Linked DNA regions of Macaca mulatta: region 2 is linked to region 1. The links are chromatin contacts, called in public Hi-C maps. All regions are on one chromosome and are shown on one strand. Each heading gives the region's core, a stretch centred on a gene start, on an enhancer-like site or on the middle of the called end of the contact. The rest is flanking DNA. Distances are from core to core; before and after follow the strand shown.

Region 1 (2,700 bases), core at 120-2,619:
AACATGGCGCTGCGGCGGCCTGTGGCGCGCCCCGGCTGGCGTGAGGAGCCGCCGCCCGCCCACACGGAGGGGCCATCCTCCCGGGGCAGGAGCCCCGGGCTCCGCCGCCGCCGCGGCGCAGGGGGAAGGGCGAAGCCGTCGCCACAACGGTTGGCCCCGGTCGACCCGGGCTGCCTCTGGGAGGTCGGAATGGGCAAGGCCGAGGGCAAAGAGGGAGCGAGGAAACAAGAGAGAAAGTTTTATTTTTAGGCTTGAAAAATGGCGGGAACCGCGTCCTTTTTTCAAACTTGGCCTCGGGAGGGGCGGCGGTTGCGCCACCTCCGCCGCCCTGGCCCGCCCCTCCCCCGCTCTGCGCGCCAGGCCGCGCCCGCCCAAGCGCCCGAGGGGGCTTCTCGCTCCCTTCAAAGGAAAAAAGCCCCCTCCTCGCTCCACAGCCGCTGCCCTCGGCCGGGCCGGCCCCCATCGCGAGCTCCGGTCACAGAAGCCACCCCCCGCCCCGCCTCATCCGCGCCCCTTCCCCGGCCGGCCCGGGGCGCGCAGAGCCCGGCCTGGCCCAGGCGGGGATGGCCGCGCAGCTCCTCGACAGGCCCGGCCTCCGTCCGGCCGCGCATCCCGGGAGGCTGCAAACATGGCTCCCAGCGTTACACAACCCCCGCCTCCTTCCCTCGCCGCCGGCCACTTGCACACGCGCTCCCTCCGGGGAAAGACCCCGGCGGGCGAAGCGCTCAAAGTTTGCTTTCCCCGACACCGCTGCCTTCCTCCGGCCGCCCCAGGGGCCCGCGGGCGGCAAAGAGTTAATCCTCGCGCGCTCGCTCCCCCCTCCGCGCCCGCCAGCCTTCCCCGTCCGAGCCCACGAGCTGCGCTCTTCCCCGCGCCGGGGCCGGCGAACCCTCAGGCCGGGCCCCGCAGGTGGCCACCATTACATGCAAGTCATCAGGGGAGGGGGCGCCCGGAGGGGGCTCTGCTTACAGCTGCCGGGGTCCGGTTCCTCAGTTCCAGGTGGATTCTCCTCTTCATGTCCATGTTCCCCTCTTCCCCCCTCTTCAAACTTAACTTTCCGCGGCGGGGGCGGAGGGGGGAGAGGCGTCCCGGCCTGCGCAGCGAAGGCCGTCGGAAGGGTTTGCTCGCGGCGGAGGCCGGCGGCGCGGTCCTGGGTGGCTGGCGGCGTACGGGCAGGCGAGCGGAGCCCCCGGAGCCAAGTTACTCACGGGAGCGGAGAGAAACCATGGAGGGAAAAGGAGGCTGGAGCGCAGCGCTGGGCTCACTACCGCCGCCCCCGGCCGCGGCCTGCACTGCGCTTAAACCGGCGACGCGGCGCGGCAGCTGCTCGGCTCCACTCGGCCCCGCGCGGCGCTGCTCGGCTGGGCGGCCGCGGTTGCACCAAGGACGGGGCGGGGAGACGCGCGACAGGCGGGGCGGAGGCTGGGCAAAGGCGCAGCCGGGGTAGAGGAGCGACTTCCTCCCTCCCTCCTTCCGATTGCACGTGGGGCGGCTGATGTAAGACCTTTCTCGGGGGTGGGGGGGCTTCCCCGACCCCCGCCGGGCTGAGACTTCTCCTCCCGGCCCCACCTCGTCGTGCCCGGAGCTGGGTCTGCGGCCCGGGCCCGGAGGTTCGCGGGCAGGGCTGGTGGGAAGCTTGGCAGTCCGGCTTCAGGGGTCCCTAAAGCCCAGTCCATCCGGGGAGGCTCACGGGGGCAGCACGACGCCCGCGGAGGCGCGAAATGTGAAGAAGCCGGGGACAGAGAGGCTTTGAGGTTCACCTTTTGCCTGCCACACAGTCTGGGGCCAACAGGCCGAACACCAATGCCTCCTTGGCAGAGTGGCGTCCGTAGTGCCGCCGAGGATCCGCGCGCCCCCCGTCGGGACAGAATCGTGGCCGGCCGGCCCTGGCATGGCAGCAGGGGTCGCTTGCTAAGCCGCAGAGCAGGCTAGCATCTCCACCCTCTTCAGGAGAGTCTCCCTCGGTTTTCTAACATTTTAATAGGAGCTAGAGAAGGAAACCATTAGCATTTCTAATAGGGCCTCAGGGTTTCCCTGCCTTTTTTTTTTTTTTTTTTTTTTAAATCTCATTTATTCGTTAGGGCACCCCTGTGAGGTGTGTAAATTCTTGGTGGTCTAAGTTTCGCTGAAACCTGGCAGGCAGCCTTTGTCATGGTCTGGCTGAAAGGGTCCCAGGGGTTAGAGCACCAGATCGGGGTGGGTGTTGTGCTTTGCAGACCACCTGGGAATGACTTTATATTCAGCGTAAAATAAGTAAATACATAATATATCAAATACAATGTGAGATTGTACTGACTAGAAGCACCAAAAACTAAGAACAATTTGTTAAAGAAAAACTTGAAATTCTATGCATTAATATAAAGTTTTATGAAGTTAGGAAAGTGCCCCAATTCGTATTTTACCTAAGTTTTAGTGGCAAACAACCCAAACTTAATTGTAAACCGATTATAGATCAGCTTTTAAAATACTGAGTGAGTTAACATTTGAAGATGAAAGTTTTAGAAGGAATATGGGAAAAGAAAAACTTTCTAGTATGTGGTTCCCTGACTCCTGTTAACTGTCTCAGCAGATGTCTTCATGACAAGGGAAAATGGAGACAGATGTTCTCAGGAGGTTACAAGAGGTCTGTAACTAAGGTTATGAGAACCACCGGGCTATGCAATGAGGGCTTTTACAAAAAAACAAACAAACAAAAAATAA
Region 2 (2,700 bases), core at 116-2,615, 61 kb after region 1:
CAAGTATCTCTCTCCAAGTCTACTCTTTCCACAAATTAAGCGGGACTATCATTTTCAGCAACATCACCATCTAGTGGCAAGTGCAGTAATTCCAGCCCAATTTTACACACATACACACACACTGGTTTTCAAACTTGTTTCTCTCCAGCTGCACACAACTGTTCCTCCTAAAAAAAAAAAAAAAAAATGGCAGCCTTTTCCAAGTTGTCATGTAAAAATGACCTGCCAAAAGACACTATATGCATTTGATCAGTTTTATTTCATTTTTTAAACCACAATCTTTAATTATTTGGCTCCTACTGCTGGTTATTTTCTACTAGAAATCAATGACAAATGGACAGACAAGGAAACATCTTTTCATGGTTTTTAGGCTTTTCAATCTGTGGACTCATATGCTTTTGAATATTTTATACTGCAGATGTTAACAGATAAAAAGATAAAAGATTAAAAATTTTCTCCCATAAAGAGATTTATGTACATAGAAACTAGCTATAGGTGAGAGACAGCATTACAAGTGGGTAAAAGATAGGCTATCATTGCAAGGACAACTGGTCATTGCATTGGATTAAAAAATTATTCATATTAGCTCCTAGCTTCTCAGAGCTGTCCAGAAACGACAATAATCCCCACAATATACATGGCATGTTGACTCTTAAAATTCCATTCTCACTTCAGTTCTGGTAAGGTGTGGAGCACAAGAAACAGTTCCCACTCCTTAACCCCTAGCACATAGTAGGGCTCCTTTATAATATTCGCCACACTTGAAATAAGACTTATTTGGGGTTGTTTCTGACAAAGCATAACTTCTATTATGGAAAAATTGAGGCATAAAAAGGATAATCACATCTGTTTTCCCACCACCCAAAGAGATTTTTTTTTCTTTTTTTAGATACACGGTCTCGCTCTGTCACCCACGCTGGAGTGCAGCCTCAAACTCCTGGGCTCAAGCGATTCTCTCGCCTCAATCTCCGGGGTAGCTGGGACCACAGGCGCTAGAGGAGAATTCTTAACATTTCTTAACGTCCAGTCCTTCCGCTCTGTGGTAATTACATATACACATCCTTTAAAAATTAGGGTCATACTGGACGTGTAGGTTGCTTAACAATGTTTCGAGAGACACATAGTTGCGAGTTCTTCATCGAGGTGTGTTGCCTCTCAGAAAGCGCGGGAACCCGGAGCCGCAGCCTGCCCTGGGAGGGCGGGCAACTGCAGGAGTTCTGTCTAAGATAAACGAGATTGGGGTCCCGGAAAGGAACACGCCCCGGATAGGGGTTCGACGCCCCATGGAGACCTCCAAACGTCCCTCAGCGCCACACTGCGCGCGCGCGCACTCTCCTGGGCTCGCGGGACCCCGCCGGCGAGGCTACTGCGCATGCGTCAGGCATGGAGCGCGGAAGCGGAAGGTTGGATGCGTCGGGTAGGCACCTCAGCAACCAGTAGCCATGCGCGGCTTGGAGGAGCCGGGTCGTCGGCCTACAGCGACCCCGTGCGGCTGCGTGAAGCCGGCTCTGGAGACAGGTAACTTCCAAGAGACTGGCAGTGCCACACTCTGGAGAGGTCTTCGTTGCCAAGCGGGGTGTGAAACGCAAGATCTGGAACTGACGTGCGTCATTCTTCTACCTACGGCGAAGGCACGGGTCATGTGCTGCGGCGACCACGTGATGTGCTTCGGCGAGTGGGATGACGTCATCGGGGTTGTTCCGGCTTTGTTACAAGGCTTGCGCTGTCCGCCTAGTCTTGGCTCAGTAGCTGGAGCAGCTAAGTGTAGCGTAGCGGCTTTTCTCTTAGGGGTTTCGTTGCCATGGTATATGGGGGGTGGTGTTAGGCGGGTTAGGAATTAGTAAATGCCATAGGAGAGAGGCATCCTGCGCTGTAGGAACGAGGAGAGAGAAGGGGAAAATTTCGGTCGGAGAAAATAGTTTTAAATTGGGCCTAGAAAGGCATGAATTTGTTTCTGTTTACTCACACGTTTTCATAGAGGAATATTTTAGCTTTAGAAACTAGAAAGCGAATGGAAGAGAATTAAAATAGCCTGCCAGAGAAAGCCATTGTCAATATCTTGGTGTCTACCTTCCATACTTGTTTCTTTGCATACACACTTGAAAAATGAGATACTATACGACCTTACTGTTTAGTAACTTTAAAAGAATTTAAAAAAAACTTAACAGGGCAATTAATGTTAATTTTAACACTTTGTTTTGTTATTATTAATTTTTGTAGAGGCAAGCTCTCACCACGTTGCCCAGGCTGGTCTCGAACTCCTGGGCTTAAAAGCAATCCACCTGCCTCAGCCTCCCAAAGTTTTGGGATTACAGGCGTGAGCCACTGCAACCAGCATAACGCTTTGTTTTAGAGATGTACTCTAATTCGTGTAACCAGCTTCCTGTTACTGAGCATTTAGGTTATTTTCAGTTTGCATTGTTCTAAAAGAAAGCTCTTGAAGCCGAAATGTTTGTGTACATTCTAAAGTTTGAACTTTGTTAAATTTCTTGGAAATGCTATTACCTGGTCACATGTGCTTATTTAAAAAAAAATTGTTGCACACTGCCAGATAACAGGTCTAATATTTTGACAGGAAGGAAAACGCAGCAGCCAGGGCTCAGAAGTCTACACAGTATAGGTTTGGGGAGCTAGAAGTCTAAAGTGTTAGATGGAGCAGGGAGGTGAGAACCTTTGGGTTCTGATTGTGAAGAACCTTGA

What was found. Hi-C and Micro-C count contacts between places; a contact is called where the count stands out from the background.
Region 2: a Hi-C map of cortical neurons shows a contact between it and region 1, with 4 times the contacts expected there. The contact joins the promoter of TRMO here to the promoter of ANP32B in region 1. A contact is called at or near these places in 2 of 14 Hi-C or Micro-C datasets (cortical neurons and fetal cortex germinal zone).

What each region holds. Positions count from the first base shown.
Region 1 is chr15:60,420,932-60,423,631 of T2T-MMU8v2.0, forward strand. ANP32B (acidic nuclear phosphoprotein 32 family member B) reads right to left here and starts at 1,370. Exons shown (of 7, transcript NM_001266908.1): 1 at 970-1,370. The coding sequence starts at 1,023.
Region 2 is chr15:60,481,638-60,484,337 of T2T-MMU8v2.0, forward strand. It overlaps TRMO (tRNA methyltransferase O), which reads left to right and starts at 1,366. Exons shown (of 5, transcript NM_001194620.2): 1 at 1,366-1,518. The coding sequence starts at 1,443.